3 separate regions of the Mus musculus genome follow, and regions 1 and 2 are each linked to region 3. Evidence: chromatin contacts called from public Hi-C data. All regions are on one chromosome and are shown on one strand. Each heading gives the region's core, a stretch centred on a gene start, on an enhancer-like site or on the middle of the called end of the contact. The rest is flanking DNA. Distances are from core to core; before and after follow the strand shown. Region 1 overlaps Palmd (palmdelphin). Region 2 has its middle 38 kb from the start of Palmd. Region 3 holds the start of 4930455H04Rik (RIKEN cDNA 4930455H04 gene).

Evidence for each region. Hi-C and Micro-C count contacts between places; a contact is called where the count stands out from the background.
Region 1: a contact with region 3 is called in a Hi-C map of muscle stem cells, with 2.2 times the contacts expected there. The contact joins the enhancer-like site here to the promoter of 4930455H04Rik in region 3. A contact is called at or near these places in 3 of 39 promoter capture datasets (hippocampal neurons and liver), 1 of 15 datasets of contacts at CTCF or cohesin (the NIH/3T3 cell line), 9 of 484 Hi-C or Micro-C datasets (the C2C12 cell line, the HL-1 cell line, liver and 4 more), 4 of 115 datasets of contacts at active chromatin or transcription factors (cardiomyocytes, embryonic stem cells, heart atrium and 1 more) and 3 of 9 other capture datasets (adipose tissue, liver and pancreatic islet).
Region 2: a contact with region 3 is called in a Hi-C map of forebrain, with 4 times the contacts expected there. The contact joins the enhancer-like site here to the promoter of 4930455H04Rik in region 3. A contact is called at or near these places in 2 of 39 promoter capture datasets (hippocampal neurons and macrophages), 8 of 484 Hi-C or Micro-C datasets (the AML12 cell line, brown adipocytes, cerebral cortex and 4 more), 1 of 115 datasets of contacts at active chromatin or transcription factors (embryonic stem cells) and 3 of 9 other capture datasets (adipose tissue, liver and pancreatic islet).

The regions. Positions count from the first base shown.
Region 1 is chr3:116,927,173-116,931,880 of GRCm38.p6, forward strand. Palmd (palmdelphin) reads right to left here. Exons shown (of 8, transcript NM_023245.3): 4 at 403-517; 5 at 229-262; 6 at 1-111. Among named protein-coding and RNA genes, the nearest start is that of Gm32148, 24 kb to the right of the region's middle. Within about 2 kb of position 2,014, at least 18 of the 459 cell types and tissues checked have an H3K27ac peak or open chromatin away from gene starts, as enhancers often do. A contact at or near this core is called in the C2C12 cell line, heart atrium, muscle stem cells and 1 more, where this site is marked.
Region 2 is chr3:117,004,877-117,009,133 of GRCm38.p6, forward strand. No RefSeq gene overlaps it. Among named protein-coding and RNA genes, the nearest start is that of Palmd, 38 kb to the left of the region's middle. Within about 2 kb of position 2,670, at least 18 of the 459 cell types and tissues checked have an H3K27ac peak or open chromatin away from gene starts, as enhancers often do. A contact at or near this core is called in cortical neurons, forebrain and hippocampal neurons, where this site is marked.
Region 3 is chr3:116,965,385-116,969,963 of GRCm38.p6, forward strand. 4930455H04Rik (RIKEN cDNA 4930455H04 gene) reads left to right here and starts at 2,883. Exons shown (of 3, transcript NR_040596.1): 1 at 2,883-3,215. Palmd (palmdelphin) reads right to left here and starts at 3,568. Exons shown (of 8, transcript NM_023245.3): 1 at 3,114-3,568. The coding sequence starts at 3,158. It overlaps Gm52613 (a long non-coding RNA gene), which reads left to right and starts at 1,638. Exons shown (of 2, transcript XR_003954544.1): 1 at 1,638-1,888; 2 at 2,342-2,632.

The sequences.
Region 1 (4,708 bases), core at 764-3,263, 39 kb before region 3:
CTTTTCTGTTTTGTTCGTCATCTGGTCCTTCGTTTCTTTCCTTTCTTAATCGGGAAGGTATGTAGGAACTTGGAAGGTCAGGGATATTAGCATAGATGTCCTCGATTGACTCTGTAAAGTTGGTGTGAATTCAAAACACATGTAAGATATTTATAATGGTGAAACAAGGCCAGTGATTTTATGAAAATTACCTCGCTTCGACCTGAAACAGGCTGCTTAAAAACATACCTTCTGGGTTTTCTTCCTTTTCCACCTTCACGGACTGTAAGATAAAAGATTTCCAGGGTGAGCTTAGTTTAAGAAAGTCAAAATACACATCTAGAACTACTTCGAAGAATTTTGAAGTGTAGTGTTTGCGGACTCTTCTGAGGGAATCATAGTTTGAAGCTGAGTTACACTCACTCTTATTATGTCTTCTGTGGTCTTCTCGATCGACTTTAGCTTCTTCAGAATTGCCTCTTCGTTGGCTGAGATTTGCAGTTCAGCCTTTTCAAGATCTTGGATCTCTTTCTCAAGCCTGACATTAAAAAAAGATATAGTTTGTAAATGTGGTACATGCAGGGTCTCAGATGCATCTTTCTCAGATGCAGACTCAGTTGAGACATCTTCAAGCACGTGGCATTGTCTGAGCATCGCAGTCTCACATCTCGTACCACACCTAATGCACAGAAGGTTTCCAACGCTTGAACAGTTTTTAATCCAAGTCTTATTACTTTTATTTAGTTTTACATAGAGACTTCTCAGATATAAAGGTTAATTTTGATGGCCAATTGGATTAAATAATCCCAGGACATTAATAGAGCATACCATTAGGCTTGTCTGTGAGGGTTATTCCTGGGAGATTTAACTGAGATGAGGAGACCCACAATAGTCATGACTGAGGACCCAGACCAAATAGTCTCTCTCTTTCTCTCTCTCTCTCTCTCTTGCTTTCTCTATATCTCACTCTCCCTTGCTTTCTCTTTCTCGCTCTCTCACTTCCTCTCTTTTCTTCTCTCTCTTCCCCCTCAATCTTTCTCTGTGTGTTTGTCTGTCTGTCTCTGTCCCTCTTTCTCCCCCTTCCCTCTCTTCCTCTTTCCCCCTCTCTGTCTTCTGTGTGATCAGCTGCTGCATGCGGCTCCTGTTTCTGTGCCCTCCCTGGCTTTACCTATTGCATCTCCTCAAGCCGTGGGTCCCAATAAATCCTTCCTGTTTTGAGTTGCACATTTGTCACAGGGATGAGAAAGCTAACTAGTATGTTAGTGAAGCTTTCGGCTTTGGCCTCATTATCTTTGTTGCAATGGTTACGGTTGCTTCCACACAAACCAGAATAACTTATTCCATTAAGAGGCTCCTTAGGCTGAAGGTGGCTGCACAGGCTTGATGATAGAGCTCTGGAGGCTGAGGCAGGGAGCCTGAGGCTTTGAGGCTAGCCTGAGGTACAAACAATGTGGTTTGAAAATCAGGGAGGGAAGTGAGTTTGAGGCCAGCCTGGTCTACAGAGTGAATTCCAGGACAGCAGGGTTACACACAGAGAAACCCTGTCTCAAACATAATTCCTTACCACCACCCCCAAAACGGACATAGTCTCACCATGTAACAGTCAACTGTACTGCTGTGTGGGAACTCACTGTGAAGACCAAGCTGGCCTAGGACTTGCAGAGATTTGCTGGCCTCAAACTCTTGAGTGCTGAGATGAAAGAAGTATGCCACCACACCTGGCCCTTGTCCATTCTGACATCAGAAATGACACTGTTTTAAGCTCCTTGAGCACTATGCTCTTTTCTGAGTAGGAAGGAGAGATGGACAAATGGACAAGATCCTAATATAACGGTCTCATTTTCTGTGGTGTGATAGTAGATACGCATAGCCTGATAATGTGCAAAGGAACTGACAAAGAGGTACACTCATGGACTGTTCCACAGACTCTGAACTCATACCAGCATGCGGATGAAGTTCAGGACTGTCTGCTCTGTGTGATTCCACAGACCCTGGCAGCTGCAGTTACCAAGGCTGGCTCTTCCAGCCATGAACCATGTGTAGTCTTTGCCAGACACTCTGAGCTCACAAGTCAGCTGCCTCGGAGGACAGCTGATTTGACATGACAGCTGGTCCAAGAGACGCCAGCTGTGGATATTCATGTCAGCTAACATAATTGTCAATTTGCTTGGCCTCCTTCTTGAAGATAGCATGGGCCTGGCTGCTCCAGAATCTTAGGCCACTGTCACACTATTAAAAATCCAAGAATATGATTGTCTTGGCCACTCTACTCATTGTGTTAACTCCAGGTCTGATATTGATGTGGTCTCTGAGCATTTGAAGGCCATTTATAGCTGAGGCGGTTTTCTTGAACATCATACAACTTCAAGTGAATTATAGTACCCCTGGTTTCTTAGGAGATGCCTGCCATTAAAAAAGAAAATTCCTCCAGGTATCTGGTAGCGTTCTCCCATCAGTAGAATTATGAAATGAGTCCTGAATTAGGAAATGTGTGGTGAGCTACTCTGGTAGAGTGGAAAACGACTAAAAGTGGTAGATCTGGATTCTAGAGTCTTTGCTACACATTATAGTCAATTTCTTTAACCTCCGAAAAACTCAGCTTTGCAATGTGCATGATGAGAATAACAATACCTGCCTTGTTTTGTTCAGATGTTAGGTGAAACTAGGAGAGATGATGATGCTCATGTAAGGCAGTTGGACATGGCAGGTGACAGGTATGAGCTTGTTCTGGAGAGGAATCTCAAGGCTTTCCATAACACATTCTACCTTTGTCCCCCTTCACTGCCCACCTAAGGGCTCTCTTCCCAATATGTGTGTTAGACACGGGGTGTAAAGGGGAACCTGGGTAGAAATGAAGGAGGTTCAAAAACTCTTAAATCTCAGCCCCCCCCCCCCCCGCTGTGAAATGAAAGAAATGTAGGCTTGAATTCGGCTTCATCTGCCAACTTCCTGTGTGACCTGAGACTAATCACGGAGACTAATCTTTGTCTTCATTCATTTATGCATCCACATAAAATGTTTACTGAGTGTATTCACTGTACCAGGAACTATTCTATATGATAGTGTTATGATAGTAAAAAATGGAGAGGTTGATATTTTAGCAGGAAACAGTGCATTAATACCCAGGCTGGCAGGGTTGTTCTGAGAAAGGTCTGATGTAAAATGTTTCAGGCTTATAGTCCACATGTTGGTTATGTTATTCATTCATTTGTTTCCCCTTTATTTGTGCTGTGTAACACTTCAATTGTGTGTGTGTAGCATTCCTATTTTGTGTCCATAAAAATACAGAACAGGGCTAGATGGGTTCTAGGCCATAGTTTGCCAACTCCTGCATTAATAATTGTATATATGCATGCCTGTTTGTATATGCATATAACATCTAGTTACATATATATTATACATTTAACAAACATGTATATAAGCACATATATATTTCTATATGAAAAATATTCCCATAAAAAGGCATAATGGATTACCAGGATTAAGGGCACATAATATTGTTCTGGAGATGATGTCTCTTTATACAAATGTTGTGTGTGACAATGAATGAGTGCAGAGCATAAAAACATGCTCCCTAGAGAGCAGGGTAGATTAAAAAACTTGAGGGGAGACACAGGTAGCAGGAACATATAGGGTCTTGGACATAGGAAGGTTTGTGGATGGGGGGTGTCTATTGCCATATCACTATCAGAAGCAGGGTCTGCACTGGTTGCTCCTTGGATGGGAGACTTCACTGGAGAAAGCAGCATGGAGATTAGCTGTTAATAGTATGGATAAAGATGACCTGGTCTAAGATAGTGGCTTCTAGGAAAATGAGAAATGATGAAGTCATAAGAGTATTTAAAAGAGAGAACTTCCAGGATTTATTGGTAGATTATAGATTACAGGTGAGAGAGAAAGGGGGAAGGAGGAAGGGAGGCGGAGGGGAGAAGGGGGAGGGTGAGGGTGAGGGTGACGGGGAGGGGGAGGGGGAGGGGGAGGGGGAGAGGGAGAGGGAGAGGGAGAGGATGCTGCCATTGTTAGGACCCGAGTAACTGGAAACCCACAAATGTAACTGGTTGAACTGAAATTGGGAGATGAAGGCAGGAGGCTGGTGGACTGGGTTAAATCTCAGTCAGGTGCTATACAAAGGTTTTGGATGTAAAGGCAGTGCCCAGAGGAGTCTGGGTTTGAAGACATGAATTTGGAAGTAAGTATGTATAGCCATATGTGTGGGTTTCCTAAATCCCACATGCATATCAATTTCCTAGAAAATAAAAGAGATAGATAAAAATTCCAAGCTTGAGGATGGCACAGAGAGTAAAGGTTCAATCTTTATGGCCTATACGGTGGAAGGAAGAACTGTCTTCTGTAGGTTGTCCTCTAGCCTCCACAGGCACACCGCAGTACACATAGACTCCTTACCACTCTCTAACAAGTAAATAAACATGTATTTTTAAAAATACCAAGGTCTGGTCAATGTTAAATACCCATCAAGGCTTAACTAAGAAACAAAAGAAGTAGAGTGCACAGCAAACTCTCGTTTCTTCCTGTCTGCCTCTCTTTGATTTAGTTCTTAGTCTGCCTGGCCAGTGTCATCTTGGTGAATCATGACATGTTGGGTATCATTTCCCTCTGAAGAAAAGGCAGAGGATAAGGTAATGCTATATGAGTCACATGAATGCTTTTAGAATAATATGATAAAAATATGAGGCTGGAGACTTGCTGACCATCACAACATTTGCTAATG
Region 2 (4,257 bases), core at 1,420-3,919, 39 kb after region 3:
GGACACTGTGATCAAACAGGAGGAAAAGAGCCACAGAGCAGACAGAGTCAGAGACCCACCCTCTCCCACAGTGACAGTCCCAGGGCACATATGGGCTCACAAAGCTTTGGCTGAGATTGGTTCAGCAGCTCTTCTTTGGTTCAGTGTCTCCTTTCTTCTTCTAATTGTATCCTTAAAAACCACCCTCCTCTCCATGAAGCTTTCTTTAGCCCATACAAATCTCCTCCTTCTATGATTCCTGTGACATTTCCAGTTCACATTATTTACACTGTACCTTTTCTTTTATAAGATTGCTAGTTATCATAAGACACCTACTTGGTATCTATGGTGGCTTGAATGAGAAATGTCCCCATAGACACAGATATTTCAAAGCTTTATTCTGCATTGGTGATGGTGTTTGAGGAGTTCCGGAAGCATTTAGGAGGTGAACCTTGTTGGAGGAAGTAAGTCACGAGGGAGTGGGCTTTGAGGGTTCACGTTCTTATGTCACTTCCGGCTCACTGTCCGTGCTTCTGGTGTGTGCCCGAGATGTCATCTCCCAGCCTTCTGTCACCATATCTTCCATGGATATCTAGTTCTCTGGAGCCATAAACCTGAATAAACTCCTCCTTAAGTTGATTTGATAGTATTACTTTATCAGCTGCTCTAGTATACTTGCAACGTTTATCCTCATTAAACGCTTAAGATAAACTACAACACTACACAACATGACAGAAAAAAGAAAAGTCGGGATTGTCTCAGACTAAAATTTCATTCCTGACTCTGCTATTGTGACCTTAGGTGACTTTTTTTTTTTTTTTAATGCATTAGGTGCTTCAGGTATTAAATGGTATTAGTGATAGCTGTCCCAAGGGTTAATGTAAGAGTAATGGTCTAAGTACCGGATACATGTAAATTATTTACTCAGAAAGTCTTTCAACCGAATGACTGATCCCACAACCATCCTTATGTAAACACTGGAATTAAAATGATTTCAGTAACTTTATTAAAGAATTCCAGAGTATTTCAAACTGTTTAAACTTCACTTTTAACTTCTCTGCCAAACTATGACCTTCCTTCTGGGGGTCATTTGCTTTCTGAAGTGGCCTGGATCTTACTATTGATTATCACAGAGAGAAACTACCTACCCTGATAGAGTCTCTTCCCCCACATATCTCACCTTTAAAACTTGCTATACTTTGTATCTCTTGTTAGGTAATAAATAACCCAACCCCCAAAATCCCCTTAGTGATTTAATGTACTAATCATCTCTTATAGAAAGAAATTCTGTTCCATAGTTCTCTGGGTCAAGAATTTAGGATCATTTTTACAACATTCCAGTCACAAGCCAGTTGGGGTTGCTGTTATCTGAAGTCTTGACGAAGGCTGGTTAAATCCCATTTTTAAGGTAACCCCCTACAGTGGATGTTGGCCAATTATTTTTGCAATGGTTGTTATCCTTGGGCTTGAGTTTTTTCTATAGTATATGACTGCATTACCCCAAAGAGTAATTAAGATGAGAGATCAAGACAGAAGCTGAAATGTCTGCTCACACTCTGTTCCTCTGCTCACAGACTGTCACTTCTGCTATATTGAACTGCTCATACAGGGTAGTCCTGATTCATCCAAATAGGAACTTGCTCCAGGCAGGAGTGCCTGGAGGCAAGGGTCATTGTAGATTGTGTTTAGAACTGATTACCAAGGGCTAAGCTCTGATCTCCAATGATTACCGTGTGCCCTACTTAAAAAAGTCTCAACCTCCTTCCTAAAGACCCTCAAGTCTCACGCTATTGCAGCATCATCCCAAAGTCTATGATAGTATCACATCAGTCAGATCAGGTGTGGCTTCCTGAATATTGCTCTTCTAGATCCAAAAACTTGGTATCTGTTTCCTACATACCCAGAACCTCCGGATTATGGAATAGGCAGAGGAGAAAAATGAGAGCCACTGTCTCACTGCTCTGAAACACAGCCAAATATCCCTTGCCAACTCTTGTTGTGCTCATCCTTGTTCCTGGGAAGGCATCTGTATGAGGCCTTGACCGCATAAAGTTTTCCTTCTTTTTTTCATTAGGTCAGAATTCATAGTTCAGTGATGTTCTAAATGTGCTTCTTGTTCATAGGGGTTAGGAGCCCCTAAGCTCTCTCATTTTTGTACTCTCAATACAAAAATCTTTTTGAGTCTTCTTGATACAACATAATTCTTTTAAAAGTTTGTGGGTTGCTAATGAATAGTTTACTCCATTATACAAAAGCCAAGCAGGCATGCCTTTCAAGGTGCAACACTCCCCACTTGACTGTGATCTCCTTCAAGGCCACTGAGGAAGTCTTTTCAGGGTCTGAGAACACATTCTCTTCAAAGGAGGGAGTTTGTGAGACTCAGCTTGGAGAATTTAGGCCTATTGACTAATGTTTTCCTTGGATACTCCCTGCGTTATGTCTAAGGTTTTTGCCAAAGATCCTAAAGATTTTTCTCTCTTCTGGATTTAGCCTTTGATTTAAATTCATCCCTTGATTTGATACTTTTGGGAGAGTTAAGAACAAGGGTTTCAGCCAATCCTGACTTCTTCATATGCGGTGTTTTTTCTTCTTCTTAGCTCATTTGTCCGCTGCTGTTTAACTGTAAGCACGGAAAAGAAGCCAGGTGGCACTTTTAGCACCCTGCCTGGAAATCTCCTCAGTGGGAACATCCAGTCGATTAAATACATTTTCCACTTTGCCGGTTACTGCAGGCAGCGGTACTGCTAATCTTTCTGTTGCTATGTGGGTAGGATGTCTTTTCATCCAGCTTTTGGTAACATTTCCTGCATTTTAATCTCTCCCCTCCATTTTCTAGAAATACTGTAGGTTCACAACCATACTGGATGGGAAACAGTGTTCCTATACATGCCTCCCCCTTCTTGCCCCCCTCCCCTCAGAAAGCCTCCCCCAAAAATCTCTGTAGGTGGGCCTGTGCATTTCTATAACCAGCGAGACTCCATGCAAGCAGCATTTTAAAAAAATTTTTTTAGTTTTTTACTTATTCACTTTACATCCTGATCACTGACTACATCCTGGTCACCCACAATCCTTCCCCCATCTCCCCTCCCTTTCTCCTCTGAGCAGGTGGGAGCCCCCTGGGTATCCTGTCCTCCCGGGCACTTCAAGTATCTGTGAGATTAGGTGCTTTAGAGAAAGGCCACCCATGGCAGACAAGGCAGCTCAGTTATAAGAACATATCCCATGTACAGGCAACATCTTTTGGAATAGCCCCCACTCCAGCTGTTCTGAACCCAAATGAAGGCCAAGCTGCACATCTGCTACTTATGTTCGTGGAGGCCTAGGTCTAGCTCATGTATGTTCTTTGGTTGGTGGTTCAGATTCTGAGAGCCCCAAATGTCCAGGTTAGTTGACTCTGTTGGTCTTCCTGTGGAGTTCTGATCCCCATTCTGGGCCGTCAATCCTTCCTCCTGTTCTTCTACAAGAGTCCCCAGGCTCTATCCACTGTTTGGCTGTGGGTGTCTGTATCTGTCTGACTTGGCTGCTGGGTGAAGCATCTCAAAAGGGCAACCTGCTCCTGTCTGCAAGCAAAGCAGAGTATCATTAATAGGCACACAACATTCTTATTTATTTATTATTAGATATTTTCTTTATTTACATTTCAAATGTTTTCCCCTTTCCAGGTCTTCCTTTCAGAAACCCTCATCACATCCCCTCCCCCTTCCTCTAGGAGGGTGCCCCCCAACCTACCCACTCCCACCTCCACACCCTGGCAATCCCCTACACTGGGACATCAAACACCCTCAGATCCAAGGGCAGCTTCTACCACTGATGTCCAACAAAGCCATCCCCTGCCACATATGAGGCCAGAGCCATGAGTCCCTCCATGTGTACTGTTTGGTTTGTGATCCAATCCCCAGGAGCTCCAAGGGGGTCTGGCCTGTTGACACTGTTGTTTTCCCCACTGGGGTTACAAACCCTGTCAGCTCCTTCAGTCCCTTCTCCAACTTCTCCATCGGGGACCCTACGCTCAGTCCAATGGTTGGCTGTGAGCATCTGTCTCTGTATTTGCTAGGCTCTGACAGAGCCTCTCAGGAGACAGCCATATCAGGCTCCTGTCAGCAAGCACTTCCCAGCATCCACAATACCATCCAGGTTTGGTGACTGAATATGGGATGGATCCCCAGGTGGGACAGTCTCTGGATCACCTTTCCTTCAGCCTCTGCTCCATACTTTGTCTCCATATTTCCTCCTGTGAGTATTTTGTTTCCCCTTTGAAGAAGCACTGAGCACACAGCA
Region 3 (4,579 bases), core at 1,633-4,132:
GCAGAAGCAGGCAGATCTCTATGAGTTCAAGGTCAGCCTAGTCTACATGCTGAGTGCCAAGCCATCCATCCAGGGCTACATAGTGGGTAAACATTGATTTCAACAGCCCTTTGTCTGTATAAAAATTAGTTATTTGCTAAATGCATACTAGCTTGAAAATAGCCTCAAGAGACTCTTGAGGTTCCAAGTATAATATTTAGTCAATGCAAGGTTGCTCTGTTTTCGATTACAGCTGGGAATGGAACTCATTGACTAACGAGTACTTTGGTCATCAACTCAGGAAATGAGGAGTGGCTTTAGGGGTGGAGCAATGAAGGCAGAATGTGAAGGTAATTAATTAAAAGAGTCAATTTGGAGCATCCAGACTTTAATGTCCTCCTCAAAATAATCCTTTCTGAGTCCTTTCATAATTTGGCCCTCATTGTCTTTAAACCATTGAAAAAATTTGTGAATGATCTTAAAATAAAATTTACTGGTATGGGAAATGAATGGCGTCACCACAGGGTTACAGTAGTTTTATCGTAATGCTACTTGGTTCAGCCAAATTATATGAAGATGAATTTTTTTCAATTATTTGTAGTTAAAAGAACACCTTTTTAGTTACTTGAGACCCTGTGGAGTAAGAACAATATTTACAGCTTATTTCATTTTACTGCCAAAAGTTAGAGAATCATAATTTAATAATAATAAAAAAATCAAACAGCTCTTGCAGTGTTAATGTTTGTTGTTCTTGTCCTTTTACAGTGAAGTCTCTGTGTTGTTGAGTCTTGGTGTCTTAGGGAATTAACATCTTTGCCGTCATGGACATATATAAAAATTATTTCAGTGTAGGAGAGCAGTTAAAAGATTATCTCTGAGTTTTTGTAATTTTAATGCCTTTCAAAAAATGAGATAACTCTTGAAAGTTCCCTGGGTACGGTGTGTTTTCTTTTCCTAGGAAGAAAGAATAGCAGGGGTGGCTTCCTGGGCAAGGCCAGGGCGGAGTAAGCTGGCATTTCCCAGGGTGTGCAGGAGGAGAGTGGTTGTATTGTTTCCATGGACACGGAGGAACTACTCCATTTCCCCTCTAGGTGGTGACAAATGTGACTGAGCCCTGTGAGGTGCAGGCTTATGGAAATTCGTTCCTATAAACTTTTGCCAGTTTTTACCCTACAGGCTTTAAGCAAGAATTTTACTTTCAAGCTAAGTTTTGTGACTGTACCTCCAAGACTTAATTAACTCTAAAGGGATATGTTTGGGCTCGTGGGATAATTTTTAAAAGTTTATTAATTTTAACAGTGAAAGTATCTCTATATTCAGGAACCTGCCTACCTACTCAATTCCTTTTAAGGCATTTTGATCTTCTATATCTAATTGCACCTGAAGCCTCAGTGAAAATTCCTTGGCTTTCTGAATAACTCTCAGCCGCCATCTACTTGGACCATGCCCTAGTTCACTAAATGCTCTAAGCTGCAAACCACACTTAGCAAGACCTTAAAATAAGATGTTCCCCAGTTCAGTAGCAGAGACACAGAAGAAGGTGTCTGTGTGCATCACCGAGTCAACTGTTTCATTTGGTTATCCGGGAGGTAAAGCCGTGGGGAGAAATGGAACCTAGTTGTGAGCGACTCACACGGCCCAGTGAAGTAACCTTTAGCCAACAGCTGTAATGTGAAAGGGCCATGCCAAGAACAACAGAGCACAGTGGAGTTCCTGTCCCTTCTAGGAGGACAGCTGAAGCTGTGGCCGGATTTAACAACAAAACAAAACAAACAAAAATCCAGGCCAAGGTTTTTAAGATGAAAGGAAAAAATACAGTAATTAGAATTCAGAAATTAAAAAGTACTCTCTATAGAAAGGTGCCCAGGCTGCTTAGTGGACTCTTGGCTCCTTTTCACTGGTGAAGAAAGTAGGTTTTTATTTATCCTTTCTGGGTAGGAGGGAAAAAACCCCCGCTATATTCCCTTAGTGTGTGTGTGTGTGTGTGTGTGTGTGTGTGTGTGTGTGTATGCACAACAAAACCTAAATTAGGATTTGCTTAATTAATTGTGAGAATTTGAGGAGCAAAGAGTTGGATAACCTCCTATCTACCTTGATTTAGTGTCAGTTTTTCAGAAAGTAGTTACTTCTTTTTTGACGGTTAATTTCAGTGTCAGAAAATGTGACGCACAGGGGTGTGGATTTGCCAAGTTGCTTTTCCTTGCAAAAATGCTATCAAAAGTTACAGCTAATAACGATAGATGACCAGGTCAGGGACTTCCAGGTTATCGTCACATACAGCAGTTTGGAAGCAAATGAGAAAAAGAATGGTATCATTTAAGAAAAGTGACTCATTTCTTGCTTTGATTTTTTTTTTCCCCAGAACAAACATCAAGTGTACTACTTTTCTTCCCGGAATTAGGGAAATATTTTCCAAGTCCATCTTGTGCATGGCTCCTGTATTGAGACCTTATTCGGACTATGTCTGTCCTTCTGTACTGGAAAACTGATCTGCGAGAATTACTCTGATGCGTGCCTTCGCTACTTTTCTTCTGTTTTAATACTTCGCATATATATATATGCATACATACATACACCAAGCTTTGCTTTAATTCAGTTAGGTTTGTCTGGAATATACTTTGACACATGAATAAAAATGTTTCCGATTTTCTTCCTTTTGATCTACCTCTTTAAAAAAAAACTTTTGGGGGTTCTATTCATTGCTTTGAAAAGTTTTCCAGTTAGGCATCTATAAGAACATTTGTCCGATAGAAGGAATTTGAAGAAAAAACCCTAAACTTCAGATATCCACAGAAGGTGAGGAGAGTTTACAAACTATTTATAAAAACAAGCAAACAAGCAAACAACCCTTGATTATCGTTTAGAATGCAAACACCATCTGTAAATTCCAGAACCATTTCCCTGGATCTCAGGTTCTGAAGCCCCAGTGTCATGGAGGGTCACAAGGGTTAAGAGAAGCAGACCAGAGTCCACGAAGGCTTAGTTCTGTTTCTCTACTTGGAAGGCCTGGGAGACAAGGACAGCTAGCAACGTCGCCTGTGCCGGTGCCGGTGCCGGTGCCGGTGCCGGTGCCGGTGCCGGTGCCGTTTGTCTAAGCAACCACCTTACTGACTTAAAACTCTATGTAGACTTACAGTGATGGCCTGGAGTCTTCCCTTCACCAGCTCAGCTTCTTCCATTCTAGAAGTCAAGGACAGGCAGACGCTGAAGGAAGTCCAAAGCTACCATAAATCAAGGTGCGTCCTTGGAGAGGGGAGCTGGAGATGACAGAAGAGACACGGAGAGAAATCCGCTCTTTGCAGCAGGGAGAGAGGAAGAGAATTCCGAACTGTCAGGAGCGGAGCGGCTCAGAGCCCATGCACAGATGAGGCCAGACAGACACATGTAATGAGGGTGCACTGGGGAGGCAGACGCTGAGGCTGCTGGCACGAGTTGACTGACAAGTTTGAACGGCAGCCGCACAAGCCCTTTTCCTTCAGGGGCTGCCAGCTCTTTGTTGTGCTGTGCACGGTTAGCGAGACACATTTTCTTATTAACTGTTCCTTACCCAAGTCATTATTTTCCAGGAGTGGCGCAGGGAGCTGCCGTGCTGAGTGTCGGGGTCCGGGCAGCCCAGGTTTTCCTGTGAGCCTGTGTGTGTTTAAAGTTATCTCGCTTAGTTTATCTCGGGGGGGGGGGGGGGATGAGAGAGAGAGAGAGAGAGAGAGAGAGAGAGAGAGAGAGAGAGAGAGAGAGAGAGAGAAGTGCTAAGTCACTTGTTTGTTATCTCCCTCTGCTTGGCTTTAGGTAATGGTGATGGCTCCTTTAGTAACCGAAGAACCCTTAGAGTAGAATATTTGCATCAAGCTCAGCTCCCCTCTCAAAGTCCCACCGCAGGCAGCCTTCTGACAGAGACCTTAGACTCTTAGGTCTTGGAAAGCAAAACAAAACAAAACAAAACAAAAAAACCCAAAGGTGTTAACGTGATGATTGATGTTGGATATCTGGGGACTGCAGCACCTTTTTTGGACCCCATTCAAAAAAAACAAAAAACAAAAAACAAAAAACAAAACAAAACAAAACAAAAAAACAAACCCCGACAATCTTCAATTTCAGGAAGGTGCCCATTTTGACAGCCTGAAGTTATGCAAGAGCAAGGAGCGAGCCTGTGAAAGTGTGCCCTGGGTGGACAGTCCCTGCCCTTTAAGGAAGGCAGTGAACCCCGGGGAAACTCAGGTCAGAGCAGAGCCCAGGAAGCTTTGCAATGGACTTTGTTTTCTTTTTCCCACCTATTCTTTAAGTGCATGTTGATGTGGTGAGCCCCAATTACCATCCACCACATTATTATGTGTTTGGATCAGCCCTTTAATATCACCATTCAGGCAGGGAGGTTAAATAGACAAGGCTGACACTGAACACACTGGCGTACATTTCTTTGTGCTTTTGATATTTGTTATAGTAGTAGCTAATATTTGTCCATAGACAAATGCATCTCATCTTATTTATCTTAGGGGTGTTGAGAGATAGGTGCTATTATTCCTATTTTAAAATGAGGCAACAGGCTCAGGGAGATCATTTGCCACATGGCTAATAAGTAGCAAAGCCAGGATGGGGATGTCAG